Regions from separate parts of the Mus musculus genome. Here all the other regions are linked to region 1. The links are chromatin contacts, called in public Hi-C, HiChIP or PLAC-seq and promoter capture Hi-C maps. All regions are on one chromosome and are shown on one strand. Each heading gives the region's core, a stretch centred on a gene start, on an enhancer-like site or on the middle of the called end of the contact. The rest is flanking DNA. Distances are from core to core; before and after follow the strand shown.

Region 1 (2,569 bases), core at 46-2,545:
CCAGGACAGCCAGGGCTACACAGAAATCCCGTCTCGAAAAAAATTAATAATAATAATAAAATAATAGCAATGATAATGATAATACCAACTTAAAAAAACAATTTCCTATGAACAAGTACTGTTTTCTCAATCTGATTTAATTAAGAAAAAAAAAAAGGCAGGGCTGGTGAGATGACTCAGCGGTTAAGATTGCCGACTGCTCTTCCAAAGGTCCTGAGTTCAAATCCCAGCAACCACATGGTGGCTCACAACCATCTGTAACAAAATCTGATGTGCTCTTCTGGAGTGTCTGAAGACAGCTACAGTGTACTTACATATAATAAATAAATAAATAAATAAATAAATAAATAAATAAGAAAAAAGGGATTAAAGTGGAGGCTGGATGGCTCTGAGGGTCAAAGTGCTTGCTGGGGAAGCCTGCTGACCTGAGTTCAGTTCCCAGAACCCACTGTGGGAGAGAACTGACTCCCCCAAGTTATTCTCTGACCTCCACACATACTGCATAACACTCATGTGCCTGCTCATGCGCACAAGTGCCCATGCCATATGCTCATATGCAAATAATAGTTAATAAATAATAATAAATGAAAATAAAAATTTAGATCCAAGAAGGCTGGTATGGTGGTGCATATAACCTATATAACCCTATATAACCCTAGCATGAGGCCAAGGCAAGAGGCTAGCCTGGGCTACATAGAGTTCCAGGCTAGCCTATGAACAAATGGAGACCATATCTGATTTGAGAGAGAGGGAGGGAGGGAGGGAGGGAGGGAAGAGGAGGAGAGAGAGAGAGTATCCCAAAGAATGTTTCATGCCTTAACAACCTTGAGACAAACTCCACGACTCGTCCAGACTCAGTCTCAGCTCTGGCCTTGAGCTTCCCACAGTTGAGAGGAAGGGTGGGATAGTTTCAGGGCAGAGGACCCGGGCTTCTCTGAGCCTCCACACAGAGACTGCAAGGCCAGCCTGGTAAACAGGCAGTAGCTGAGCATTTTCAGCTAAGGATGGAGAAGCCCAAGTCTCCTGGGAGACCTCGGCCCAGAACGTCAGCACCACTCACAAGGGCCCAGGCACCTTGCAAAGGCGGGCTCCTTGTCCCTTGGGCCCCCAGCCACTCCCCATGGTTTTTCGAATCAGACTTACCGTGCCCAACAGAGCATGGGGCAGCTGCCTCAGGGCCCAGAAGCAAACGACTCTGCCTCAGTGACAGGGCCCCAGTCCACACTGCCAGACACTTGTGGTCCCAATCTGCCCGCCAACCCCCAACGGCAGGGTGTGGAAGAAGGAAGCGAGAATGAGGTTACTCAGGCTGGTCACGTGACGCGCCCACACCCCCTTGTTTGTGACAGCTTTGGTGACAAGTCTGATTAAAGCTGGGTGGGCAGTGTGATGGCGGTTTGTTGGGACTGATAACAATCTTGAAAGTTCAAGGAAGGTATGGGGGGTGCTTACTGTGAGGGGACCTCTACATGAGACCTCAGAGAAGAGTCACAGCCTTGTTCTATGGGCAACTGGAGAGAGGCAACCAGAGAGAACCCCTGCCATGGAGGCAAAGGCCAGACAGAAGGGAGGGAGGGTCTCAATGGAGATGGAGAATGGGAGGCAGAGGGGCAGGAACTGCAAATCACCCACCTTTTTGGAGCTTATGCATAGAGTGTTTTTTGTGTGTGTGCATGCTGGTGTGTGCACACGTGTGTGCTTGTGTGCACATGTGTGTATGTATGTGTGTATGTGCATGCATTTGTACATGTGTATGCTCATGTGTGTATGTGCATGCATTTGTACATGTGCATGCTCATGTGTGCATGTGTGTATACATGTGTATATGCACATTTGTGTACGTGTGTGCATGCATGTACACGTGTGTTTGTACATGTGCTTGTGTGTGAGTCACATGCATTCTTGTGCATACTCCCCAACCTCTCCACGTCTCCACAGCTCAGCTTGGCCTCAGGATCCTCCTTTCTCTGGGGCTACGAGGCTTTTCCTCTCACAGGGTTCTACATAACTGGGTGTAGTGGCTCTCACTTTTAATCTTAGTGGTGGGGATGCCAAAGCAGGAAGAGTACTGTGGGTCTGAGGCTAGCCTGGGCTAAAGTTACTCGCCAGGCAGTGGTGGCTCGAACCTTTAATCCCAGCACTTGGGAGGCAGAGGCAGGCAGATTTCTAAGTTTGAGGCCAGCCTGATCTCAGAGTGAGTTCCAGGACAGCCAAGGCTACACAGAGAAACCCTGTCTCAAAAAACCAAAAAACCAAACCAAACCAAACCAACAAAAAAGTAAGACCCTGTCTTAACTGCTCCATGAAAAATCCAACAGTCAAGGACTCGCCAGACAGGGAGGGTCATTCCCCAATGGATTTCTCCCTTATCTGTTCCTTTGCCCAACAGATTTCCTTTGCCTGTATCTCAGGTTGATCAGCAGCCTTGGTCTCATACAATCCCCCTTGTCCATGGGATGGTGAGGCCAGCCAGTAAACAGGCTGGTAGACCATGACCACATACCCTCCAGTAAAAGCGACACTCCAGGGTGAGCTACGGGGTCAGGCAGGAGATGAGGTGAGATAGATG
Region 2 (2,569 bases), core at 36-2,535, 1.7 Mb after region 1:
GGGTAGAAGGCTGGGTTTGAGCTAGGCGTGGTTTAAGGACTGAAGTCTGAGAGGGCCTGAGATGGTGATACTGAGCTATGGCAAGGAGTATCCAGGTGAGTGGTGATTGAACTCGGGCCTGATTGTGCCTTTTGAGATGAGGATTGGTGTAGAAGTTGATCTGCCTCAGCCTTCTGCCTGCAGTAATTGAGTCACTGCTGTGTGTTTAGTAATGAAGTTATACTTGTGTTTGTGTAGTTTAGATGTGTAGTTGAGTTTCCACGTGCTGGCTAAAGTTTTTTCTTGGTAGATTAAGTCTTGAATACAGGGGCAGTTAATAACTAGCCACTAAGGTGTGCATGTAGGGTTGCTTTGATGTACTAATCGGGGGTGCAAACTAGAATAACTTGCTATGTAAAAAGCTGCTGCAAGAGCTAAAATACTGCCTGTGCATCACAGGTAACTAGACAAAAAGTTACCCTAGAATTGCAACCTCTAACCCGATAGTAGTTTGATGTTGGTTCATATAGGCATTCAGTAAGTGTTAAGTCTGAAAAGCTGAGGATTTAAAAAATGGGCTCTAACAAGTAGGTGAATACTGTATCAAATGCAATGCCCTATTGCTATCATTAACCTTGTGACGTCACTATACATCTATGTGTGTGTATATATATATTTTTTTTTCTTCTCCCTCCCTCACCCCCCAGGGTTTCTCTGTGTAGCCCTGGCTGTCCTGGAACTCACTTTAGACCAGGCTGGCCTTAAATCCGCCTACCTCTGCCTTCCGAGTGCTGGGATTAAAGGCGTGCGACACCACGCCCGGCCCCCCATCTGTATAGTTGCCACTGCTGAGGGCCAAGAAGCCTGGAGACCGCATTCTCCAAGCACACTCTTGAGTTATAGTAAAAATTCAATAATTGTCCTAAGACATCGAACTCTTCCTCAACCCTGTCCCTAGCTGTCTGCAGTTGAGGCTCCCAGCAGGTCACGCAATTCCCGGGTCATCCCTGCATCCCTCCCGCGTACCTCACCATCACCTGTTCTAACCTCCAAGCCTCTTGGGCCTGAGACTAGTCTTTGGGTTCATTCCTGGGGCCTAGGAAACAGCACGATGGGGGGTGTCGGTGCTGGACCCGGGATCCCCCCAAGGATGCCAGAGCTGCAGGGCGCTGTCCGGGGGAGGCCGAATCGAGGAGATCCCGCGCCCAGGGGCTGCAGAGCACGACCTGCGGCCGCCCTCCCGCCCGGGGGCGCCAGGCCTCGCCTTGCCGCGTGGGCCCTGCTGTGACCCGGAAGCGCTCCGGAAGCGGTTCCGGACTGGGCGCCGGCAGGATGGCGGCGGACACGCAGGTGAGGCGGGCGGCTGCGGCGGCCAACGCGGCGGGCGGCGGGGACCGGACCCGGAGCGCGGGCAGTGGGGCGGCGGGATTGCCCGGGCGGAGGCTGCGGCGCCCACGGCCGCGGAGGGCGCAGACGGAAGCGGCGGCGCGGGGGAAGGGGGCGGCGGCTGCTCGCGGCTCGAGGCTCCGGCCGGCCTGGGCGAGCAGAGCGACCCTGGACTCGAGCATCTTGCCATCCGCTTGGCTTCGGGGTAGCGGGTGCCGTGCTGGGGCTGTGCGGGTCCCGGCGGTGGCAGAGCTTACACTCGGCGTCGGCTACGGTTCTCCGGAGCCCGCGGGGCGATGCAGAGGCCCCCCGACTCTGTGCCCACACTCGGAGCGTAGCCTTTTTATGTCCATACGGGTTCGGAGTTGAGCCTCCGCTCGTTGGTTTCGTCAAGGCGTTGGATCAATGACATCACCCCTCAGGGTCTCGGTCCTTTTAACATTTGGTGGTGGTGATAATACCGATATCCTATGTTATTTTATGGGAAGATGTATTGAGACAAAATAGTAGGGTCCCATGTGGGTTTGCTGGGTGTTAACTGGGTCCTGGGTGAGATCTCAAAATGTCTTCACCTGCGAAGAGTCGTGACACCGTTGTGCGTTCACACCTGTGGGTACCTTGCAGTTCAGGGAGGCGTTGAGGCTACCCCCTTCTCCATCTCAGCCTCTTTTGTAGCCTCGTGGAAGGATGAAATAATAAATAAGAAACATAATTTTTTTTTCTCTCCATGTCTCCATCCCACCCTCCCTTTTCAAAAATGTAGATCAAGGCCAGGTAGTGGTGGCGCGGTGGTGGCACGTCTCTAATCCCAGCACTTGGAAGGCAGAGGCAGGTGGATCTCTGAGTGCCAGTCCAGCCTGGTCTACAGAGGGAGTTCCAGGCAGACATGGGTACACACACACACACAAAACCCCTGTCTTGAGAAACAAACAAATTAAAAATATATATATATAGTGAGTTGGCTTTGAACTTGTAGCCATCTTGCCTGTGGCTTCTTAATGGGTGGGTGGGGGGCTTACCCTGCCTGGCAGGAACGTATTTAAAAAACAGTTTGAGTCTCTGGGGTGAGATTAATTGATTTTTATGTTTGATCCTCAAGGCCCGCCAAAGAGGAGCCATTTAACCTGATCATTAAAAAGATGCTTTGCAAGGGTCTTCAGTAAAAGGGTTTGGTAATTTGTTTAGACAGAGCTGCGTCTTAGTG
Region 3 (2,569 bases), core at 32-2,531, 1.7 Mb after region 1:
GTGTATTTATTTTTAAAAGTTTTCAAAAAATTTAAAATTTGAGACAGGTCTTCCTATAAATTGCCCAGTTTAGTCCTTACTCTTTCTCTAGTCCAGTGTAATCTTGAATTTGAAGACCTGCCTGCATCTCCCAACTAGCTGAGATTATAGTCCTGAGCTACTACACCAGGCTTTTATCATCCAGTTTCTGAGTCCCCTGGGCAAATCTGCCAGGATCCGGGAATGAAGTTTTGGTAGTTTTTGCTTTGCTGTAATGTGGGGTAAATCTACCTTGTGCAGAATTTTGGCAGTCTCTAGGAAGGGGGAAGCAGGGAAAGGGGTAAAATGAAAGGTTTCATAAGCTCTAAAGTACTGGATCTGGGGCCAGAGTTGGTCGCAGCCACTGCTGATGTTACCAGTCAGGACAAAGGTCTCAGGTTCCAGCCTGGCTGGAGGTACAAAGAGACCCTGTTTCTCCGGGCAGTGGTGGTGCATGCCTTTAATCCCAGCACTCAGGAGGCAGAGGCAGGCGGATTTCTGAGGCCAGCCTGGTCTATAGAGTGAATTCCAGGACAGCCAGGGCTACACAGAGAAACCCTGTCTCGAAAAACCAAAGAGAGGGCTGGTGAGATGGCTCAGTGGGTAAGAGCACCCGACTGCTCTTCCGAAGGTCCAGAGTTCAAATCCCAGTAACCACATGGTGGCTCGCAACCATCTGTAACGAGATATGACGCCCTCTTCTGAAGACAGCTACAGTGTACTTACATGTAATAAATAAATAAATCTTTAAAAAAAAAAACCATGAATTGTTTCAACATTAATTCAAATGAATACTTTAAAAAAAAAAAAAAAGAAAAACCAAAGAGAGAGACAGAGAGAGAGAGAGAGACAGAGAGAGAGAGACCCTGAGAGAGAGAGACAGAGAGACAGAGAGAGAGAGAGAGACCCTGTTTCACAAAAACTACATCTGGGATATTATTCTGGGATGACTAGCACTGCCATCAGTCCAAAGGCTCCAGGCAAGCCGATTTAATCCTCCTGGGAGGTGACCTACAGGGACAGGTGGACAAATCCGACTCTCTTGAGTGACAAATCTGCCACCGACTCTCTTGAGTGACTAGTCTGCCAGAAGGTCGGGTCAGACTGAACGCAGAGGTTCATGGCCTATAGACGCCACCAGCCTGTCCAGCCGCCAGGGGGCGCCACGACCACGCCCAGCTTTCGCCCCCTGCGGGATTGGGCGTGCTGGGGGGGTGGGGGGTCGGAGGCGGGGCGTGGCCAGCGTGCACGCGGGGGCGGGGCTATCCTGTCGCGGGCGCGCGCGCCGGCGGCGGCGGCGGTGGTGGAGGAGGAGGCAGCGCGGCAGCGGGTTCCGTTCCGGGCCGAGGCTGGACGCGGAAAAGTTGCGGGGCGGCGAGGAGCAGCCCGGAGACGGGCAGCGAGGGCGACATCGAGCCGGGGACTGGCGTCTGAGGACCAGCCATGGACGACCTCGGTGAGTGCGGGAGACGGAGGGCGGAGCGGCCGGGGCCCGGCGGCCGCCGATCCCACCCTAGCGCCCGGCTGGGCTGCGGTGCCTACGGCCCGGGGCTGTGCTGGCCGCTCTTCGCTGCGGCGCCTGAGGACCTCGATCCCGTACTGGGTGTTCAGGGACCCACCTCTGGGAGAGGCGCCCCGCTCCCGGGGCAGACCTCCTTGGCTTGCAGGAGACCCTCACTTGGCTTCCCCACCCCCACCTCAGAGCGTCTGCCTATGGGACTCGGTCTCAGAGGCTGTTTCTTCTATGACCCCCCTCTGTTCCCTCCAGGCCACCTTCCACTTTGCACACTGCCCCCAGACCCCCCACCCCGTTTCAGGGATATAGCCCCTTTCGAGAGAGCCCACCCATTTCCTATCACAGCCCACAGAAAAGCTTGTGAGGACCACACCCCCATTCTAATGACAAGTGTCCCCGGGGGTACTGCATATACACCCCCCCCCAACCCCCACCACACACCGTTTCAAGTCTGGTCACCCTGTATTACAAGATCAAGTTTAAACTTAGAAAGGCAAGTTTGGGGGGGTGGTGGCTTATGACTCCCGCCTCTCACCCACCGTTCCCAGACCCTGGTGACATGCCAGAGGAATGAGAAGGGGAATGGGCCGCAGGCTACGGCCATCTCTGAACGTGTCCTGGCTGGCAAGGTCCCCCACCCCCAGCATCAGAGCTGCTGGAAACCCCACAGGTAAAGAGGACAGGACACCCAGAACAGAGTTTTAACTGTCCTCGTGTTATTGGAGCCCAGAGGCCATTCTTTTCAGCCCACACTTGGTCTGCTGTTAGGACAGAGGAAAGGAAAGACTCTCCTGGAAGTGGATTTTAAACCCAAGGGGGTTGATTCAAGGCTTCTAGGAATGCCCAGTGAATCCCAGCGTGAAGGAGCCCCTGTCTTCCCCTCCCCGGAGGGCCCCTCAGCTGAGGAGGTGTGTGTGGGATAAAGTCCCTTCTCTGTAGGAGCCTTGTCTTCACTCTCTGGACTGTGGGTGGCTTGTATGACCGCTGGTGCCATCCGTGTCCCTGGCTCTGAGGAGCAGATTCACTAGATAAGAC
Region 4 (2,569 bases), core at 24-2,523, 1.5 Mb after region 1:
CCAGCCCCTGGACATATTGTTTTATGGTGTAGCCTTAGGCTGGGATCCAAAAATCTTACAGAGAACAAATGAAACAACAACCGAGCTGCCTAGGGTTACAGCTCTCTATCATCTTGCTATCTTTGCCTTATATCCCTCCAGGCATCTAGGTTTGAATAGTTTTTCAGGGTAGGATCTCAGTAAGTTGTTGTCAAGGCTAGCCTAGAATTTTAAAGTCTCTCACCTTAGCCTCAGGAGAGTGAGATTTACTGGCATGCATTCCCACTCACTGTTTTGTTTGGTGAGGTTGTTCTATAGTTTAGAATGCACAAATAGGCAAACTCTACAGTGATGCTTGTGGTGATATGAAATAATACATGCGTATCCTCCACAGATTCTCTTTTCTCTCTCTTTCTTGGAGACAGGGTAGCTGTGAAGTTTCAAACCCGGGATGATCCGCTGAGGTGCCTATATAAGATACCAAAGCAGACCTGGTCTCCAGCTTCTGGCATCCTCCAGTCCTTATCTGTTACAGGGTTTGGCTGACATACCCCGCCCTCCAGGCCAGGGGCTAGGCTGCCCTTCCCCTAGAGGCTCTTCCCTATATAATCCAGACATCTTGACTACCTTCCTCTTTTTACACCTTTTGACCTTCTGACTGCAGGATCTGTTTCCCCTCTCCTTCCCGCCTCTCCTCACAGGGCCCAGTTCTGCCTGGTCTCGTCCCCTTCTGGACTCTCCTAGATGGCCTCCCTCTGAGTATAGTATGCTCTCCCACATACCTACAATAAACCTTCTTCTCCACTATACCTTTTATTTCTCTATGTAAACCAGGCTGGCCTTGAACTCATGGAGATAGTTGCTCCTGCCTCTGTCCGGGTTCGGAGTGTTGGAACGAAAGGTTTGCGCATCCACTCTCCATTCTCCAGAAACTCGGACAACCAAGCTTTGGCGACCATCTCAGGCTTACACCTCGGGTCTAAGGGACGACTACAGACCTGAGACCGAGGGCCAGGATAGCCCAGCGCTGGGCAGTCTGAGGGCTTCTGTGGGGTCCGCGTCCTTCTCCTCAGAAGGACAGCCCCAAGCTTAGTGACCTACCAGCTTAGGAGGCGCTCGGGTCCCACCTCCGGGAACCTTCCGCTCGCATCTCTAGGGAGAGACCCCGCCCTCTGCGCAAGCGCACCTCGCGGCGGCGGCTACCCCTTTAAGATCGCTTTAAAAATCCTCCGACCGCCGCCCCCTCCCGCCCCCGCTTCCTCACGGCTTCCGCGCCGCGTTCCCACAATGCAGTGCGGCTGAGCGCCTCGGGAGCCCGCGGGGGAGGCTGCGGCGGGGGGCCCCGGGCTGAGGAGGCGGCGTCGGCGGCGGAGGCGGCTGCGACGGGACGTGGGCTGCGGCGGGCCCGCGGCGTCGGCCGGTGCGGATGTCGTCGGGCTGGGCGGACGAGCGCGGCGGCGAGGGCGACGGGCGCATCTACGTGGGCAACCTTCCGTCCGACGTGCGCGAGAAGGACCTCGAGGACTTGTTCTACAAGTACGGCCGCATCCGCGAGATCGAGCTCAAGAACCGGCACGGCCTCGTGCCCTTCGCCTTCGTGCGCTTCGAGGACCCGCGGTGAGGATTCCGCCGGCGGCTCGCCCCATCTCCGCCGGGCCCGGCCTCCCCTCCCCTCCCCCAGCGCCTTCCCCTCCCCCTCCCCGCCGTGCTGACCCCTCGCGGCGCCCCCCCCCCACCCCCGGCTGGAGGCGGCTTTGCCTGGTGTCACTTCCTTCAATCGGAAGGCTCCAGCCCGCCCGACTTGCCCCCGAGGAGGGTAAAAACCAGCGCGCTCTGCCCAGCCCTCGAGTTTGGGAAAAGCACCCTAACGGGAAGCACCCCGAAATGAGGGAAGCGCGGGGCTCGGGTCCCCCGAACCGACCCTGCAGAGGACTCGGCCGAAGGCGACAGTCGCCCATCCCGCCCCCTCCTCCCGAGTCCGGGTTCGGGTCTGTGGGTGGGGGTGGCCCTCGCCGTTACCGGGGAACAGACGGCGTTGGCGGGGACCACAGGTTGCCTTGGGCGGCTGAAAAGCGGGGTGTCTGGAGCCAGCCCTCACTTGGGCGCCCCACCGAGCCTAGTTCTAGTAAAGGGGGATCAGATTAAACAGCGGGAGAGAGAGACGGGTGGGGGGTTAGCATCTCTGATTTCATTCCCCTCTAATGAGGGAAGTTAATTCCCCGCCAGAAGCCAGAAGTTAATTGTAGCAGGGATGTGGAAAAGCTAGGCTCCCCCAAAACCCGCGCCGAAGGATCTTTGATTTTTTTTTTAATTATTATTTTTATTTTTTTTGTGTGTGTGTGCAAATGTCGTGAGCCCTGGGTCAGGAAGAGGCCGGAAAGTATGCTTTAGTTTAGAGATCTCTGCGCCGTTGGCGGTCGTCCCCTTGGGAGGGTCAGTAAGGACCTGTTCCCTGTCTTCTCAGCCTCGTTGGGAGGAGAGCTTCATCTCTGCCTGCCGACCCGGTGTCTCGCCGGCCTGGGTTGGAGATTACGGATTCACAGTAGAAGTACTCCGGACTTCGATGGTTGAAGACTAACCCAGCTTATCC
Region 5 (2,569 bases), core at 27-2,526, 1.5 Mb before region 1:
TGGGAGAAGCAGGGCATTCTGGGAGATTCTGAAGCAGCTGAGGAAACAATGACTATCTGGTGTGCGCCTTGAAGAGTTCAGGTCCTAGACACCTATGTCTCACTAATCTCGAGACTTTAAGGCACTGCTTGCTTCTATCTGTCCTCTCAGCTGCACCGCCAGTAATTTATGTTCAGAGGTAACTTCTGGGTCACCAATGCTTTTTAAGTGTAACTTGCCCCCCTCATCACAGCCCTTCTGACCCATACAAAATGCTACCAACATTTCTAACTTAGCCCTGTAAGACCAAAACTAGAAAAGGCAAGAACACGGTGTAGCCTGTGTATGGTGGGCACCGTCTATGTGCCCTGTAAGAAGGTACAGACCAAGTGCTGGGGAGATGGATGTAACATAATAGAGTACATGATAATGATTAGGTGGAAGCATGGGGTTTGAAGTCACCAAGGCCTGGGCCTGAAACAATGATCTTTGTATGTCTCTCGGAGTGCCCAGGATTCCAGTGAGCCTGTGAAATACATAGGCTGCAAAAGTCTGCGCACACAGCTGCTGCTCAGTAAACCATTGATGCAAATGTTGACATCTGTGTTTGCTGCAACCTCGATTTACAATACGGATAATAACCAATGTGGTGTGTGGCCCACAGCAAAGACGGGATATCCTCCAATTCAGGGCTGCTGGGCTAGCCTAAGCTATAGTACAAGATCCCGCCTCCAAATCCAGAGCTGATGATTTATAGGGTAAAGGTTCTTGCCACCAAGCCTCACATTTGAGTTTGATTGTCCTAACCTATGCAGTGAAAGCAGAGGTCTTCTGAGCACCTTCTGACACCCTCCTCCCCCACCTCGAGCTTGGGTGCCAGGGAGTGCTCTACAGTCACATCACACAATCCTCTGAGCATCCCTACGTAATGCTTAAACCCCCATCTCAAAGGTGGCAGACAGGGACACAGGATGATAAACTGCCGCAGCCGCAGCGAATGGGAATGGCAGCTTTACTGAGAGCTTGCTACAGTGACACCGGAGGGAGAACTCAGCCTTTCCCAGCGGGTTGGCACACCCATTTCCAGGTTAGGGACACTGAGGCTGGAGTTGCCTCTCGGCGCTGCACTCACTCGGCCTCCCGCAGGCGGCGTAGCACCGCTTCGCCGTCCGCCTCCGGCTCGGCCCGGGGCCCCTCGCCCGGCCGCGGTCGCCTTCCCGCCGCGCGCTTCCTCCTCCGCGGAGCCACCGCGCTCCAGGGCTCGAGAGCCGCCGCCGCCATGCTCTGACGTCAGCAGAGTGCGCCAGAGCGGCCGCCGTGCCGCCGACGTCACAGGCTGCGTCACACCTCACGTCATCGCCAAGCCCCCACCGGCGGGAGGTGGGTCCGCGCGTGATCGCGGGGCTGCCGGGCGGGCGCAGGTATCGGGGGTTTTCCCGCGGGCGGCCAGACAGAGCCCGGGGTCCCGGTGGGCGGGCGGGCGGGCGAGCCTGATCCACGCGATCGGGCCGCAGGGTTCGGGGCTCCTGACCAGCGAGGGACTTCCCTCCGTCCCCGCGCGCACCCGCACTGTCCCCCTGCCTGTACTCTTAGGGTGTCATGGCCTCTTTAGGTCCCTTACACAATCACTGACCTCATCGGGACCTTTGAGAACTCGCTGTTAGGTCCTCCGAGCAGGCCTCAGGGAATGGGAGGGGTGGTTCCAGGAACAGAGATGCCCTGCACAGTGTGCTCGCCCTGTGTTTGCTGCAGAACGAGGTGTGTGTAGTTGAGGTGACTGATATTTAAGAGGCCTTTTCGGGTTCGTGGGGGATGCCCCTCGGGCACTTCCTTCTTCCTAAGAGAGTTTACTCGCTTTTAAGAGAGGGTCCTGCTTTGTAGCCATAGCTTGCCTGGAACTCAGCAATCTGCCTGTCTATTTCCAGTGCGCTGGGATAAAAGGCCTAAACTACCATGCCTGGCTCCCTCCCTAAGAGACTTCAACGTACTATTTCCACAGGTGGCAGATTGTGGCCAGCTTTAGAGATCCTGTCCTTGAAGGAATTAACCAGAAAAGTGGGATTAAGACTATAGTCTTAATGAAGCCAGGTGGTGGTGGCGCACACTTTTAACCCCAGCACTTGGGAGGCAGAGACAGCCTGAGTCTACAGAGTGAGTTCCAGGACAGCCAGGGCTATACAGAGAAACCCTGTCTCGAAAAAACAAACAAACAAATAAACAAAACAAAACAAAGACTATAGATGAAAATGACGGAAGGCTTGTCAAGGAAAAGGATTAAATTATTTTTGTGTTTCCTCCCAGTGTTATCCACACAGTGAAATAAGACTGTCAGAAAATTTCAGCCTCGTGGATAGTAATTTTAATGCCTGTACCACCTGTTTCTGGACAGTTCTCTTGGAGGAGCGAAGAATCAGAGTGAGGCCAAGACTCTTTTCTGGCAGAGTATTCCATGATACACTGAGTTGTCTTCCCCTCTGTCAAAGTTCTCTCTTGCACTCTGAAGGGCTGCGCACATTCTGATTAGGCTCCTGAGTGCCAGTTCCTTAATTTTGGGACCATTTGACTGGTGTGGTCCCTTACACCCAGTACC
Region 6 (2,569 bases), core at 37-2,536, 1.1 Mb after region 1:
TTTAGTACAGAAGGTGGCAGAGCGATCATGCTAGGTTCTAAGTTCTCTGCACGCCACGCTTCTGATTCACCCTGGGAAGGAGGCTGAACGGGCTCACCTGACATGTGACTTAGTGAGCCACTTCCTCTTTGTCAAACAGCATTATCACTTGGCTTCCAGAACGTTCTCCTTTCCTTCACCCTCCTGCTCTTCCTCGTTCTGCTTTGCTGAACTCTTTCAGCAACCCCAGCTCTGAATCTTTAACTACCTCAGAGCCCGGCTCCACCCACTTCTCTACACAGCCCCTGCTAGGTCTCATGTCTGTAACGATCTCTGTTAGAGGCACCTTCATTTGGGTTGTTTTGGCTTTGAAAACGTTTTATTGAGACTGTGTGTGTGGTGTTTGCGTGCTTAAATGCAAACACATTCAAGATGTTTTGTTTCCTGTTTCTATGAGATAAGAGTTTCTCTGTGTAGTCCTGGCTGTCCTGGAACTCACTCTGTAGACCAGGCTGGCCACAATCCAGGTCCTACAGTGTGTATTTCTCATATTTCACGTTTTTCACTGTTTCTCGCCATATTCCAGGTCCTACCGTGTGTTTCTCTTTTTGCACGTTTTTCAGTGTTTCTCGCCATATTTCATGTCCTACCATATGAGTTTCTCTTTTCCTCGTTTCACACCATATTGCCACGCCTAATGACCCAAGTATGGGTCCTAAAATCCACGTGCGGTGGAAGCAGACAACAGGCCCCTGCAGGTTTTACTCTGACCCCCACATTTGTGCCATGACATGCGTCCCCCTCCTAAAAAAAAACCCAAAATACATAAATATAATTTTCTCATATAAATATATGTAAATATAAAGTAAATAAAATATAAATAAAAATTTAAATCTTTTAAATGAAATATACTAACTTTTATATAAATATAATAATAATTCTTTGAAATAAAATAAAGAAAAAGCATCTGACAACCTCAAAGTGTCCTTCTGATTCCAGATTCCTCATTCCTTACCACAGCCATGACTAGGCTCTTTCTCTTTCCAAACCTCAGTTTCCCTATGACGGGTCGGGGCAGTTGGCCTAAGTCATCCAGACAAGGTGTCTCTGGAAGGTCAGACTCAAGCCAATTTCAGTTTACAAACGTCACAAAAGAGAAACTACAAATGTTGAGAATCGAAACTTAACAGCACAAAAGTTGGCCCCATGCCAACCCTGTTAAGGCGGTCCAGACCGGCCAACCCCAGCCTCTGGTCCCTCGGCACACCTACCATGACAATAAATCTCCAAGGAGGGGACCCCCCCATAGAGCCATGCTCCCAAGCTTCTCTCTTCACCCCCCTTTCCGCCATTGGGTGCCAGAGGTCAGCTGGAAAGGAGCCGCCTTAAAAAAGGAGGAGGTGAGTACCGGCAGCTGGATGGGTGCTTGGCTATATAGCCCTGCGCCTGCCTGAGGTAGCTGACGGTCAGTTTGTAGCCATGGCAGTCGCCCAGGAGCTGTACGGCTTCCCGGCCTCCAAGCTGGACTCCTTTGTGGCTCAGTGGCTGCAGCCAACCAGAGAGTGGAAAGAAGAGGTCCTGGAGACCGTGCAGACAGTGGAGCAGTTCCTGAGGCAGGAGAATTTCCGTGAAGATCGTGGCCCGGCTCGGGATGTGCGCGTGCTCAAGGTACTCAAGGTAAGACTGGACTTCACCATTCCCAGCCAGGACAGGGCAAACCCCAGTGCCAGGGAGTCCCCTCGCCTCGTGATCCCTAGTTCACGCTTCTGACATCTCGAGACAGCCCCGCGAGCCTTGAGCAGAATGAACTACTAAAGAAGATAATAAAAGACCACCTCTGGAGAAAATGGTAGGGAAAGCCTGCATATTCTATCATTAAAACTTATACTCTGAGAGATAGATACCATTCTTGTCCCATTTTACAGATGAGCCTAACAAAGGCTCCACAATGTCAGAGCTACAGTGACCACATGCAATGCAAGGCCTCTAGTTGGATCCTGACATGTAATTTGTAAATAACAATTTTTGAGAGCCTGACTTGGGGGCCCATTCTTGCAACCCCAGCATGTGGGAGGTAGAGAAGCAAGAGGATGGTTGGTTCACAGCCTAGGTTACATATCACAGAACAACACACACACACACACACACATACACACACACACACACACACACACACCACAGACAGACAGAGACACAGAGAGAGTGTGAGTTTGGGGATGAGTGGTAAATGTTTAATATGACCTGCATTTTGGTAAGAAAACTGCCGTTTGTCAAGTTAAATCGCACCTACTGGGGTGGGGAACTCTCTTTAGGGGGACACATGCTATGCTGTATTGGGGCAAAGCTCCTTGCTGTCCGCTACTCACTTTAAAGTGATTGAGATGACACAAATGCGGGATCTGTGGATGTGGCTCAAGGCTAGAGTGAAAGCCTAGCATGTACAAAAGAAAGACAGTCACCGATGTGGCAAGTTTAGATGTGCTGGCTGCCTGGATGGTATCTTCTTCCTAATTTTTTCCACGTTTTAATATTTTGATAACTGAAAGACTCTTAAAATGGAGGCTGAGAGTAGCCATTGGGCTTGTTCAGA

The links. Promoter capture Hi-C pulls out the DNA fragments that hold promoters and counts their contacts. A called contact is a pair of places that touch in the nucleus more often than the background predicts. HiChIP or PLAC-seq counts read pairs in DNA pulled down with a chosen protein or histone mark.
Region 2: a Hi-C map of B cells shows a contact between it and region 1, with 5 read pairs. The contact joins the promoter of Gcn1 here to the promoter of Selplg in region 1. A contact is called at or near these places in 1 of 39 promoter capture datasets (pre-B cells) and 1 of 484 Hi-C or Micro-C datasets (B cells).
Region 3: a promoter capture Hi-C map of pre-B cells shows a contact between it and region 1, with 2.9 times the contacts expected there. The contact joins the promoter of Pxn here to the promoter of Selplg in region 1.
Region 4: a promoter capture Hi-C map of pre-B cells shows a contact between it and region 1, with 2.3 times the contacts expected there. The contact joins the promoter of Srsf9 here to the promoter of Selplg in region 1. A contact is called at or near these places in 1 of 39 promoter capture datasets (pre-B cells) and 1 of 9 other capture datasets (pancreatic islet).
Region 5: a Hi-C map of the G1E-ER4 cell line shows a contact between it and region 1, with 2.6 times the contacts expected there. The contact joins the promoter of Srrd here to the promoter of Selplg in region 1. A contact is called at or near these places in 4 of 39 promoter capture datasets (the 3T3-L1 cell line, 3T3-L1-derived adipocytes and liver), 3 of 484 Hi-C or Micro-C datasets (B cells and the G1E-ER4 cell line) and 1 of 115 datasets of contacts at active chromatin or transcription factors (large pre-B cells).
Region 6: an H3K27ac HiChIP or PLAC-seq map of bone marrow-derived dendritic cells shows a contact between it and region 1, with 4 times the contacts expected there. The contact joins the promoter of Oasl1 here to the promoter of Selplg in region 1. A contact is called at or near these places in 1 of 39 promoter capture datasets (liver) and 1 of 115 datasets of contacts at active chromatin or transcription factors (bone marrow-derived dendritic cells).

Annotation. Positions count from the first base shown.
Region 1 is chr5:113,829,206-113,831,774 of GRCm38.p6, forward strand. Selplg (selectin, platelet (p-selectin) ligand) reads right to left here and starts at 1,296. Exons shown (of 2, transcript NM_009151.3): 1 at 1,144-1,296.
Region 2 is chr5:115,563,978-115,566,546 of GRCm38.p6, forward strand. Gcn1 (GCN1 activator of EIF2AK4) reads left to right here and starts at 1,286. Exons shown (of 58, transcript NM_172719.2): 1 at 1,286-1,329. The coding sequence starts at 1,312.
Region 3 is chr5:115,505,395-115,507,963 of GRCm38.p6, forward strand. Pxn (paxillin) reads left to right here and starts at 1,282. Exons shown (of 12, transcript NM_133915.3): 1 at 1,282-1,474. The coding sequence starts at 1,462.
Region 4 is chr5:115,325,904-115,328,472 of GRCm38.p6, forward strand. It overlaps Srsf9 (serine and arginine-rich splicing factor 9), which reads left to right and starts at 1,274. Exons shown (of 4, transcript NM_025573.3): 1 at 1,274-1,596. The coding sequence starts at 1,406.
Region 5 is chr5:112,341,764-112,344,332 of GRCm38.p6, forward strand. It overlaps Srrd (SRR1 domain containing), which reads right to left and starts at 1,277. Exons shown (of 7, transcript NM_001359388.1): 1 at 1,112-1,277. The coding sequence starts at 1,260. It overlaps Hps4 (HPS4, biogenesis of lysosomal organelles complex 3 subunit 2), which reads left to right and starts at 1,332. Exons shown (of 14, transcript NM_001359853.1): 1 at 1,332-1,400; 2 at 2,281-2,569.
Region 6 is chr5:114,921,954-114,924,522 of GRCm38.p6, forward strand. It overlaps Oasl1 (2'-5' oligoadenylate synthetase-like 1), which reads left to right and starts at 1,287. Exons shown (of 6, transcript NM_001359945.1): 1 at 1,287-1,656. The coding sequence starts at 1,459. It overlaps Gm13822 (predicted gene 13822), which reads right to left and starts at 308. Exons shown (of 2, transcript NR_166682.1): 1 at 98-308.